3 separate regions of the Pan troglodytes genome follow, and all the other regions are linked to region 3. A link is a contact called in public Hi-C and HiChIP or PLAC-seq data. All regions are on one chromosome and are shown on one strand. Each heading gives the region's core, a stretch centred on a gene start, on an enhancer-like site or on the middle of the called end of the contact. The rest is flanking DNA. Distances are from core to core; before and after follow the strand shown. Region 1 holds the start of GOLT1A (golgi transport 1A). Region 2 overlaps SOX13 (SRY-box transcription factor 13). Region 3 holds the start of SNRPE (small nuclear ribonucleoprotein polypeptide E).

The links. Hi-C and Micro-C count contacts between places; a contact is called where the count stands out from the background. HiChIP or PLAC-seq counts read pairs in DNA pulled down with a chosen protein or histone mark.
Region 1: an H3K4me3 HiChIP or PLAC-seq map of stem cell-derived excitatory neurons shows a contact between it and region 3, with 7 times the contacts expected there. The contact joins the promoter of GOLT1A here to the promoter of SNRPE in region 3. A contact is called at or near these places in 1 of 7 Hi-C or Micro-C datasets (stem cell-derived neural progenitor cells) and 1 of 1 datasets of contacts at active chromatin or transcription factors (stem cell-derived excitatory neurons).
Region 2: a Hi-C map of stem cell-derived neural progenitor cells shows a contact between it and region 3, with 9 times the contacts expected there. The contact joins the enhancer-like site here to the promoter of SNRPE in region 3. A contact is called at or near these places in 4 of 7 Hi-C or Micro-C datasets (blood, induced pluripotent stem cells and stem cell-derived neural progenitor cells), 1 of 1 datasets of contacts at active chromatin or transcription factors (stem cell-derived excitatory neurons) and 1 of 1 other capture datasets (stem cell-derived neural stem cells).

What each region holds. Positions count from the first base shown.
Region 1 is chr1:44,876,017-44,880,023 of NHGRI_mPanTro3-v2.0_pri, reverse strand. It overlaps GOLT1A (golgi transport 1A), which reads right to left and starts at 2,092. Exons shown (of 5, transcript XM_016936683.4): 1 at 1,977-2,092. The coding sequence starts at 2,001.
Region 2 is chr1:44,961,007-44,964,570 of NHGRI_mPanTro3-v2.0_pri, reverse strand. SOX13 (SRY-box transcription factor 13) reads left to right here. Exons shown (of 14, transcript XM_016936606.4): 14 at 1-560. Among named protein-coding and RNA genes, the nearest start is that of ETNK2, 23 kb to the right of the region's middle. Within about 2 kb of position 2,105, at least 4 of the 24 cell types and tissues checked have an H3K27ac peak or open chromatin away from gene starts, as enhancers often do. A contact at or near this core is called in stem cell-derived neural progenitor cells and stem cell-derived neural stem cells, where this site is marked.
Region 3 is chr1:45,227,685-45,231,705 of NHGRI_mPanTro3-v2.0_pri, reverse strand. It overlaps SNRPE (small nuclear ribonucleoprotein polypeptide E), which reads left to right and starts at 1,766. Exons shown (of 5, transcript XM_001158544.7): 1 at 1,766-1,912; 2 at 2,395-2,421; 3 at 3,862-3,924. The coding sequence starts at 1,859.

The DNA of each region.
Region 1 (4,007 bases), core at 843-3,342, 350 kb after region 3:
AGAATTATCCTGCCCCAAAAATGTCAATAGCGGGGAGGTGAGAAACTGTGCCTGCCCTCGGTGATCTCATGGATGCTCATAGTCCTAAAAACCATGTATATGCAGATTATTCCCACATTTCTGTCTCCAGCCCAGGCCTCTACCTGGAACTCCAGACTCACATACCCAACTACCTACCTGACATCTCACCCGGATGTCTAACAGCACAAACAAACTCAACACATCTAAAGCCCAATTCCTGCTTCCCCCCACTCAACCCTTCCCATTGCACAGGATAAAAAATATACAAGGCATTCTTGACTCCTCTTTCTCTCACACCCTATATCCAAACCGTCAGCAAATCCTCAGCACTTTCCTCAAGGCAGATCCAGCATGGACCACGCCCCACTAATCTCCTGCTAACACCTTGGTCTCCTCCACCTTCACACACTCAGGACTGGCTTCCCTGGCTGGGCGCGGTGGCTCATGCCTGTAATCCCAGCACTTTGGGAGGCTCAGGCGGGTGGATCACTTGAGAAGTCAGGAGTTCGAGACCAACCTGGTAAACGTGGAGAAACCCCATCTCTACTAAAAATACAAAAATTAGCCAGGTGTGGTGGTGGGTGCCCGTAACCCCAGCTACTTAGGAGGCTGAGGCAGGAGAATCGCTTGAACCCAGGAGGTGGAGGTTGCAGTGAGCAGAGATCATGCCACTGTACTCCAACCTGAGCGACAGAGTGAGACTCTGTCTCAAAAAAAAAAAAAAAAAAAAAGAACTGGCTTCCCTGCTGCTGCCTTCATACCTCCACAGTCTATTCTCAACCCAGCACCCAGAATGATCTTTTAAACATAGAAATAGAACGTATCACACCATAGCACAAAACCAAGGTCATTACCATAGTCTATAAGTCTCCAGTGTCCTGACCCCTCAGTGACATCCCTGACCTAAACTCCTATGATTCTCCCCTCACCTCACTTTGCTCCAGGTATACCCATCTCCTTGTTGTTCTTCAAACACACCAAGTATGCTAATGCCTCAGGGCCTTTGCACTGCCTGTCCCTGCTTCCTGAACATTTCCCCTCCAGAGAGCTGCGTGGCTTTGCTTCCTCACTTCCTATAGATCTCTGAAAAAAGATCTGAGTAAAGGCTCACCTTCTCAGTGAGGCTTCCCTGACCACTCTATATAAAATAGCGACCCCTCCTACCTCGAACTCCATAGCCTCCTCTTGTTTTATTTTCATCTGGAGGACTTACCATCTTGTGATATACTATATACTTCTTTCTGTTAATTACCTGTCTCCCCTCTCTAGAATGTAAGCAGGGAGTCAGTTTCATTTAATGTTGGACACTCTATATCCAACACAGTGCTTGGCACACAGCAGAGACAAATCTGTTGAGTGAACAAAAGAATGTTGTCACCAATTCTCAGATGAAAAACCAAGGCTCAGAGGCTTTAAGTAACTCACCCAAATGAAGCCCACAGAGCCACGGTTCTTCCCATGGCCCCAGACTTGTTCCAAGACCTCCTCCCTACCTCTTCCCCCAAAAGAAGGGGAAGGATGTTTAGGAGTGAGGGTATGGTGGTTTGGTCAGGGGAGTGGAGTTTAGTTTTTTATAAGAAGCCCCCAGGGCCACAGGAGACCTTGATGGTGTGGGGAAAGATGTCTGAATGGGCAGAGGCCTCCTGAGTCCACCTTTGTGGCAACCCAGTTCTAAGAACCCGGGATGGGAAAGGGGTCAGTGTGAATGGGAAACCTGCCAGGCCCCCTGGGCACCAGCCTCTAGCTACCTGTGGGCCCTGAGCAACTCCCACCCGCTGGAGGGTAGGGAGCCACACCCCACCCTGCCTGCTGCCCCAGGGTGCCAGCACAGCATCTCCCAGCCCCTGGCTCCAGAGGTCACGCTTGTGGTGACAGAGAGCCCAGCTGGGAGAGAGAGCCAGCCGGCAGGGAGCCTGGCCTGGATAGCCCATTGCAGCCCCGCTCATCTCACTTACTCTGCCATTCGGTGATGGAGATCATGCCGCACTCAGCCTGGGGGGCCTTCCGGGTGGAAGCGGGCAAGTGGAGCGTGGCCCAGAGGACGCAGCTGGCACATGGTCACGGGAAGCTGACCCTTGGTTAAGTTGGGAAATGAGCCTGTGGCAAATCATTAACTCTCCCTCCAGCCCCCGCTCCACCCCCGCACACCACGCAGGTGCTTCTACTCGCCGGCTCCCTCCTCCCGTTTTCCGGTAGGGCAATGCCCCGCCCCTCCACCTGCCGCGCCTGCCCGGGGAAGGCACCGCCCACCTGACCCTTTCCTCGCACCGCGCGGTGTTCTGCGGCTCTCGTCTGCTCCGCGAAACTTAGATTGTATGTGGAAGCATTGGAATCTAGGGGGTGCTCAAGTTTCTTGCTTGGTTTGATAGTGTGGGAAGAGTTGGCATCTGCGCATCCCTTTGGGAATGTACTAAATTCATCTTGAAAGTCAAGCTTTTTGCTCTCTGCTATTGCACATGCTAGGCGCTGGGAGGCGATGAGCGACTGAGCACAAAGCCTGTTGTTGACCTAATGGCAGAGCCAGATCGGGTTAAATCAATGGCAAAAGCGCCATGGGGGAAGTTAGACATGAAGGTCTTCGACCTCCTTTCCCCAAGCGGCGTCCAAGCTTTGGACTGACTGTGATGTTGAGCTATGGAAGACAAAGCCCTGAATTTGGGGTTGGGGCAGGACTGGACAATTTAGGGGGCCTGGTTCTAGTCTACCCAACAGCTGTGTAGACATGGATTCGTCCTTTGGGCCTGCAAAAAGAGAGGCAGTTAGTTCCTAACATCCTTTTTTCCCATCGCAGAGCAGTGGTTCTGACGTGGCATTGACGCCAGGAGAGCCAACATCCACTTTGCAATGTCTTCTGTGTCCAGAAATGAAGAAATGAATTTCAAAGATGATATGACTAATCTACATACATCATTTAAAAATGCAAATAGGCCTGGCATACAAAATGCATTATGTCTGTAATCCCAGCATTTTGGGAGGCCAAGGCAGGAGGATTGCTTGAGCCCAGGAGTTTGAGACCAGCCTGAGCAACATAGTGAGACCTTGTCTCTACAATAATAAAAATAAAAAATTAGCCAGATGTGGTGGTACCTGCCTGTAGTCCCAGCTACTGGGGAGGCTAAGGTAGGAGGATTGCTTGAGCCCAGAAGGTCGAGGCTGCGATGAGCTGTGATCAAGCCATGCACTCCAGCCTGGGTAGCAGAGCGAGATCCTGTCTCAAAAAAAACAAACCAAACAACAACAACAAAACCAAGGAAAGCTAACATAATTTTTTAAAAAGAAACAAAAAGATAAATTATAATTAAACATGATGTCTTTCAATATATAAATGTTCAGGCAAGACTTACCAGAAGACATAAATGAAATAGGCAGATTGCTTGCACCCACACATAATATATGTTTGAATTTAAGAGAAATAGAAGATGAGCCATTCTATGCAAAAACAAAAATCACACACATGCAAGAAAAGGAAAGAGTAGCAGGAAGTGAACATAGAATAAAAACTGTTAGATAAGGAATAACAGACCAGACGTACTTGCATATGATGAGAGGGAAAGCATCTTAATTGAAATAGGGATAACATAGCAAGGCAAATTAGAGAGCACAAGGTGGAGATAATATAGAAGTATGATGTGCATGCAAAGGAACTCAGTCTTAGGTATGTGTGTATTGTCAAAATAGCTCCCATGGAATGGGGTCGCCATAGAGTACCACAGACACATCAACCTCTGTCTTGAAACATATCAGCGTTGAGGTAAAATTCAGTCTCTGGGATCTTAAAAGGCCTTAGAGATCACATATTTCCAATGGGCAATGGGGGATAGAGGATGGATTGGGAAAAGAAAAGAAGATAAAAGTGGTTTAGAGCAATTGCATGTGGACACCCGGGACAGTGTTGTAAAGACAGGACACAACATTTCCACACATAATTATGACAACATAGCATCCTTGGGCTCCAAAAAAACTAAACATATAAAGGATGGCAATAA
Region 2 (3,564 bases), core at 856-3,355, 270 kb after region 3:
GAATGTGCCTCGGCCTCCAAGGGGCTTTGTCCTGGTGCCCCCGCCCCTGGTCCCAACCTGATCCCATGAGGGAGTTGGGACAGGAGGATTGATGGTGCTCCCCTTCCTGCCAGCATCAGAGGCCCTGGAGAGGGGCTGTCCATGGCAGCTGGTCTTTATTCCTCCCTCATGAGCACAGGGTGGGGGGCTCCCCATTCTTGGAAGAGGTTGAGAAGACTCCTGGGCTTCAGCCTCTCCCACCCAGCCCTGCCCCTCACCTGCCTGCCCTCCCCTCCCCCACTCTATACTAGGGACTGGATCTCAGCCTCTGATCAGTTTCACAAAGTTTGTTCCCTAAGGAAATCAAATCCCATTGTCACCTAACTCTGAAGATGTAAACAGCCCTTGGATCAGTATGGGAACCCCAAATCCCACAGGGCCAGATGTGGAGTCTGTGTCTGCCCCCGTCTTCTCTCCATCCTCAAAGCCCCCACTTCTCTCCAGGCTGTTTCTTTTTTTATGACTGTAAACATAGATAGTGCTTTATTTTGTTAATAATAAGATAATGATGAGTAACTTAACCAGCACATTTCTCCTGTTTACACTCGGGGGATTTTTTTGTTTTCTGATGACATAATAAAGACAGATCATTTCAGAATCTGGCCCTTGTGCAGTGGAGGAGGGAGGCTGGCCTAAGTCCAGAATTCCCAAGTATGCCACCAGCCTGGGCACCACTGTCCCCTGGTGGCAGCCTGCAGGAGCTTCAGGCCTGGGGCCTCAGAGGAATCGGCTTAATGCAAGGGAATCCCAGGCCAAGCCTGTGAGTGACACATGCCCTCCACAGAGCCCACGCTGAATGCCCCTACCTTGACGAGGTGAGGCCACCCGGATCCTAAGAAAGAAGGCAGTAGTAAGAGCACTGTAATAGGAGTCATGAAGCTCGGGGTCTCTCTAGAACTGGCCACATGGCTGGGGTTGGGGAGTGGGAGCCAGGTCTCTCCTTTGGGGCCTCATTGTCCTCATCTGACAACAAGATTAAACCTTATACCTGGTTCTTATCATTCAGAGAAGGAGCCCTTTGAGACTCTAATGAAAGCTGTGGATCCTTTTCTTAGAAAAGTGCCCACAAAGGTTTACCCTGAAGCCCATCTGAGGCCCCTACGATGCTAATTAATGAAGCAGGGTCTCTAATGATAATGCTTCAGGGCTCTCTATCCATGACACATGCTTTGAGTGAACACTTCAGACCTAGTTATCACATTAGGAGAAGTAATAGGCCTGCAAGGGCCGGATGACAGACTGAAGCACCTCAAAAATGCATATTAACCAGGCTCTAGAGAGACATATCTTGTGGTGAAAAATTAATCCCATCAGTATAGAGTGGGGACAGCAAAACCGAATGGCAGTAGTTCTTGTGGAAGAGTTGGACTTGGGCTGCATTAATAGAGGTTTGTGTTCACAACAGGGGAGGTGATGGTCCAGTGTACCCCACACAGACCTAGTCCCAGGGGTAGCGTGCCCTTCCTCACCCCCTCACTAGGGAAGTCTCACAATGGAGGGGCCCTGAAGCAGGCACCCCACATGGAGGAGCACAGGAGGGATCCTGGTGCACATTGTTCTTAGAGGAATAGTCAGAAGGGTCAGGCGTGTTTCCTCTAGAAAAGAAGACAGAGTTGGACAGAAAGGACAAGATTGCTTTCTCCAAAGCTGCCAGGTGGGCAAAGTGTAGTATTGCACAAAGTTCATAAGGCAGAACTTGAGCTCCTGGATGAGGTTCAAGACTGTCTTGACATAAAGAACACCTTTTCCACAAAAAAGAGTGAACTTCCCAACTCAAGTCCTCAAGCTCTTGAGTACTGGTGGAGGGATTTCTAGATTGGAGAGAGGGTAGTGGTGAGAGAGGGTAGGTGTGGTTGATTCTAGGACCACAAAGTTGGGATGGTGTGGAATGGAGACTGCCCAAGAATTAAGGGCCCAGCCATTTGGTATGGGGAGCATCCTGAACGCGGGCTGGCTGTTTTTTCCCCAGCCCGGGTTCTCAGAGCCTCCTCTCCTTCGCCCTCCCCACGCCATGTCTGGAAAAGATGCAGGCAGAGGTGGGAGGAGGAGCTGGCGGCGGCGCCTGCCCCCTAGTGGTCACGATGGAGAGCTGCCCATTGCACCTCCCACTCCCCTCAGCCCTCTGCCCTCCGGCCCTCCGCTCTCCGCCCTCCGCCCTCCCCTCTCCGCCCTCCCCTCTCGGCCCCCGGCCTCCTCCACTCCACTGGTGGGTCCAAACCAGGTCCTGCCAGTCTCAAGACTCTCCCAGCCTGGCTCATTCCCACCTGTCGGTCCTGAGTTCCTCTTCCCTCCCCCAAGTCCTCTTGTCTTGCCTGCCTTATTCCCTCTGCTGAGACACAGTATCGGGTCCTGGAGCCCCACCCCCTGTCCCATGAGAGGCAGGATGGGGCCAGGTGGTTGGAGAGGCCAGGAGCAGAGTGCTGTGGTCATTACCAGGAAAGCTGGGCCACAAGTTCGTCCCCTCCGTGCGTCTCCAGCAGAGACCGAGGGGCAGAGCCCGTTGGGAAGGTGAATGTGCCCAGGTGTCCTTTAACTAGAGCTCTTTGCTAAGAGTCCTGGAAGGGGCCCGAGGGGGTGGAACCCGGATCACACTGGGAGGCTCCCAGGCCTGGTGCTCAGCCAGGAGGACAGGAGTGCTGGTTAGCCTGGGGTGGCAGTGAAACGAGCCAAGGTGGAACTCCCAGACTTTGAGGGACAGGGTTGTGTTCCCTGCCACCACACCGGCTCACTCCCCTGGAGGACTGGGGGAAGGAGAATGCTTTCTCAGAGGCGGCAGTGGGATGATGTCTGCTGTTAATTCCTTCCCATACAGATGGTGGCCAGGACCTTAGGGGCACAGGACAATACCCAGGGGGGCTCTGTCCCAGCCATTCCCTACTCACCACTGCAACACTTATCTCCAGCGCAACAGCATCAAGACCCAGGAGGCTGGAAACAAAGCTGGCTTCACAGTGTTAATTCTGCCCTCAATTCCAGAGGTGGCTCGGAGAGGAACAAGGAGCGGGGACACTGCTTTTTAGTCCAGACAGGTAGTGTCTATGACCACCTGACCCCACAGGTGACCCCTACCTGCCCAGCCCTGGCACCATCCCTATGCCTGGGCACCTCTTTCGCCCGTGTGCCCCCACTGGCACCCCCCGAGGCTGCTGCCCATGGAGGGCCTGGCTATGCTGGATTACCATGACCTTGAAAGCTCCAGCTGCAGGTGCCAGCTCCAGTGGTTGCCATGGCACCAGGGTGATTTTTGCAGGCAAAAGCCAAACAACCAGAGTCCACCTGGCAGGCTGCTGCTGCTGTTGCCTCTGCTGCCCCTAAGGGCACTGGGCACTTACTAGCAGGGGGGCAGTCCTGGAGCAGCTGCTGCCCAGTGCACAGCCTGGGAGGTATAGCCGGAGTGACTGGGCTGCTAAGAGGGGTGCCCCCTTCTCATCTTTGAGTTTCTGCTCTTCCTTCTGGCCTTCTGAAAAAGGGACAGATTGGTTCCAGAAATCACTCCTGCCTGTTCTCAGGCAGAGCAGCCCCTTC
Region 3 (4,021 bases), core at 517-3,016:
GTGATCTGCCCGCCTCAGCCTCCCAAAGTGCTGGGATTTACAGGCATGAGCCACTGTGCCCAGCCCTGGCTGAAATTTTTTAAAGGAAATAGTTATCCCATGCATTTGCCAGCTTTGTGTAGTTTATTTATTTATTTATTCTTATTTATTTTTTTGAGACGGAGTCTCGCTCTGTCACCAAGGCTGGAGTGCAGTGGCATGATCTCGGCTCACTGCAACCTCTGCCTCCTGGGTTCAAGTGATTCTCCTGTCTCAGTCTCCCAAGTAGCTGGGATTACAGGCATGTGCTACCATGCATGGCTAATTTTTGTATTTTTAGTAGAGACAAGGTTTCACCATGTTGCCCAGGCTGGTCTCGAACTCCTGACCTCAGTTGATCCACCTGCCTCGGCCTCCCAAAATGCTGGGATTACAGGCGTGAGCCTGGCCGCTTTGTGTAGTTTAAAAATCACTTTCAACTCAACCCCTTTCTGAAGTCGTTATTACTATTATCCCCATTAAACAGAAGCCCTCAGAAAAGCTAATTTTGATTCTGCCATTTGCCCTAATCCGTGTTCCCTTAGGCAAGTCCTTTCAAAAGTCTAAACTTCAGTTTCCTCCTCTATAACATGTGTATGCCAATTAAATGAAATCTCTGCCAGGCCACAAGCCATGACACAATGGAAAGGTAGGTGGACTTTGGGGTCAGGCACACCTAACAAATTCCAGCTGCTCCACTTAGTAGCTGTGTTATCCAGGGAAGGACATGTTCTGACACTGGCTGACGCCTAACTGTGTGCACACATAGACAATTATTTCATTGAATCTTCAAGCCCCTGAGTAAAGTTAATCTTTACTATAATCTCCGTTTTGGAAACTAAGCCAAGACATGGCGAGGCTGAGTAATTTATCCTTGGTCACCCAACTCTAAAAGAGCTGGATTTGCGCCCAGCATGTGGATTTCAGCGTCTTCCTGGTAAATCGCCACCCTCAGTTGCCACCTGAACAGTAACTCTCCACGAAATGGATGAGAGTTGAATCCGTAACTGGAGGGAACCAGGCATCTGGCTTTGGAATGCAGACCGCCCCTGGCCGACTGCCAGAGGTGGGAGGCCTGAAGTTTGGGCTCCTTGCCGCCCTACCCTTTCCACCACAACGCTGCTATCAAGCCTAAACTCCAGCAAAATAGGCTTTAGGAAAGGCACGAAATTAACTCATTTTACACATAGAGATACACACTGGGACGATTTTGGCTTTTCAAGCTAACTCAGAAAATGGAGATACAGGCCGGGCGCGGTGGCTCACGCCTGTAATCTCAGCACTTTGGGAGGCCGAGGCGGGCGGATCATGAGGTCAGGAGATCGAGACCATCCTGGCCAACATGGTGAAACCCCGTCTCTACTAAAAACACAAAAAATTAGTCGGACGTGGTGGCAAGCGCCTGTAGTCCCAGCTACTCGGGAGGCTGAGGCAGGAGAATCGCTTGAACCCTGGAGGCTGAGGTTGCAGTGAGCTGAAATCGCGCCACTGCACTCCAGCCTGGGCGACAGAGCGAGACTTCGCCTCAAAAAAAAAAAAGAAAAGAAATTGGAGACAGGACGGCACTCCCCATACCACGGCCACTATACAACCGAAGGCACCTCCTCCCGCCTCCCTCCAAGTGGCGCTGTAGGACCGGCCCACCTTCCACAGCGCAGCCGCCTCAGTTTGGCCTCCCTCGGAGGCCATGCAGCGGAGAAACGTGACTTCATGGCTAGAGGGGCATTTCCCAGGAGCCGCCCATGCCGCCGCGTGACCTTCACACTTCCGCTTCCGGTTCTTTATTCCGGAAGTTGCTCTCAGAGGCCGCGTGCGGTTGTTCGCTTTGTGAAATTCCACCATGGCGTACCGTGGCCAGGGCCAGAAAGTGCAGAAGGTTATGGTGCAGCCCATCGTATCCTACGCGGGATGTCAGGACTAGGAGGTTCGGGTCAGAATACGGGGTGCGAAGGCGCAGGCTGAGAGCAGGCCTGGGATAGCGGAGTACGGATCCACATCCCATGAGCCCCCGGGGCTACCAAGACTGGAAGAAAGCGCGGGTAGTTGAACCGTGATGGTGGGGAGGTGGTCTTGGGTGGACCCCTGCCGTGGGGAATGCAGGAATGGACGCGGCAAAAGGAGGGAAGAGAACTTTAGGTGCGGAGTGAAAACGGGAGTTAACGGTTTTGGGAAACTCCAGGGGAATGAAAGTGGAATGGATGTTCTTTAGTCTTTAGAAGACCCCTAATGAATGCCCAGCTGGGCACTTGTTGTTTGCGTAAGCACCAGACCTCGCGTTTAGTAAACAAAGGTGAGACGGGAATAGGGTCGTCCAGTTGTTTCAGGAAGCAGAGTCTATGCTGCTTTTGTATTTTTTCCTTAGCCACTGTGGTGCAGAACCTCATCTTCAGATACTTACAAAATGTACGTAAGTTGCTTGTTTCGTAACTACTTTTTAAATAAGAGGTGAACTGATTTAGTTTTTTGTGTTAACCTGAGCGATTGCTGTGTTCTAGAATTTAAAAATAGATGTAACTGGAGATTGGAGGGTAATTGAGGGGAAGGAGTACTTAGCACTAATGTGATGAAGTGGTGTGTATCCATGCCACTTCCCAACATGCAAAGAATTGTATCCATTACTTTGCAAGATCAAAAATACTTTTTAATTCCAAAAAGTATTATTAGCAGACTTGACCATGGTATTTGGGCATCAGTAGTTTTGTTAGTAGTGATTATGGCTAGAACATTGGAACCTCTCCCCTTTAGGATGAAACATTGGAAGAAAAACCCAGCCAACTTAAACCATGTCAAGAGGTGGTGTGTTTAATACCTGTGGGAAAACTTAAAGACGAAAAAAGGAAGAGAGAAGGGGTAGCTTCAGAGGAGTTTAGTGGCAGCTGCTTTCCTTTGAGGGAAGTTTTAGCAACTTAAATTTTATAGTGTGATAACACAACTGAAAAACATTAATTTCAGGTGATAATAATTTTTAACCACCTGAATTGAGGGCTCCTGTCCTAGTTGTTAGGTGTGTGACATGAGAAAGCTTTGTTTTGGAACTGGATTTTGCTGCAGGAGATAAGCCCTTGGTCATTAGAAATTACTGCTTTGTGCTATGCTGTCAAAAACTTTCACTCTTAATAGATTGAGACCAGAAGCAGTAAGAAATATTGAGTCCCAAAATCACAGGAAAATTATTAGCTTATACAGTTCCAATATAGAACTTATTAAATGAAAATTCTCTTTGAGGTTATTATTATTGGTGAATAATTCTTAGATATGGGCTAAATAGTTAAAACTTTTGACTTACATTCATTACAATTTTTTTAGGAGCCATATTTCTCTTGTCGTTTGACCAAAATGGTTAGGTTTTGTATACTTCAATTTTTGGGGGGGCGGGGGGCGGGGAGATCTTGCTTAATGTTGCGCAGGCTTATATTGAACACCTGGCCATAAAGCGAATTATTCCGCTTTGGCATCCCAAAGTATGGGAACGGTGTGAATCGAGGCACCTGGCCTGTTTTTCTTTTCTTTTTTTTTTTTGAGACGGAGTCTCACTGTGCCCAGGCTGGAGTGCAGTGGCGCGATCTCAGCTCACTGCAACCTCTGCCTCCTGGGTTCAAGCGATTCTCCTGCTTCAGCGTCCCGAGTAGCTGGGACTACAGGCGTGCGCCACCACGCCCAGCTAATTTTTTTTGTATTTTTAGTAGAGATGGGGTTTCACCATGTTAACGAGGATGGTCTCTGTCTCTTGACCTTGTGATCCACCTCCCTCGGCCTCCGAAAGTGCTGGGATTACAGGCGTGAGCCACCGCGCCCGGCCCTATTTTTCTTTTTTTAACGTTTCCACTTTTATGATTATTTCAGAGATCGCGGATTCAGGTGTGGCTCTATGAGCAAGTGAATATGCGGATAGAAGGCTGTATCATTGTGAGTATCCAGGCGATTTCATCTCATAGCAGTTCGGTCGTAGAAAAAGACTTAACAGAAAGTGTCTAGCCAGAACAGTGTATAAAAAGTCAAAGAT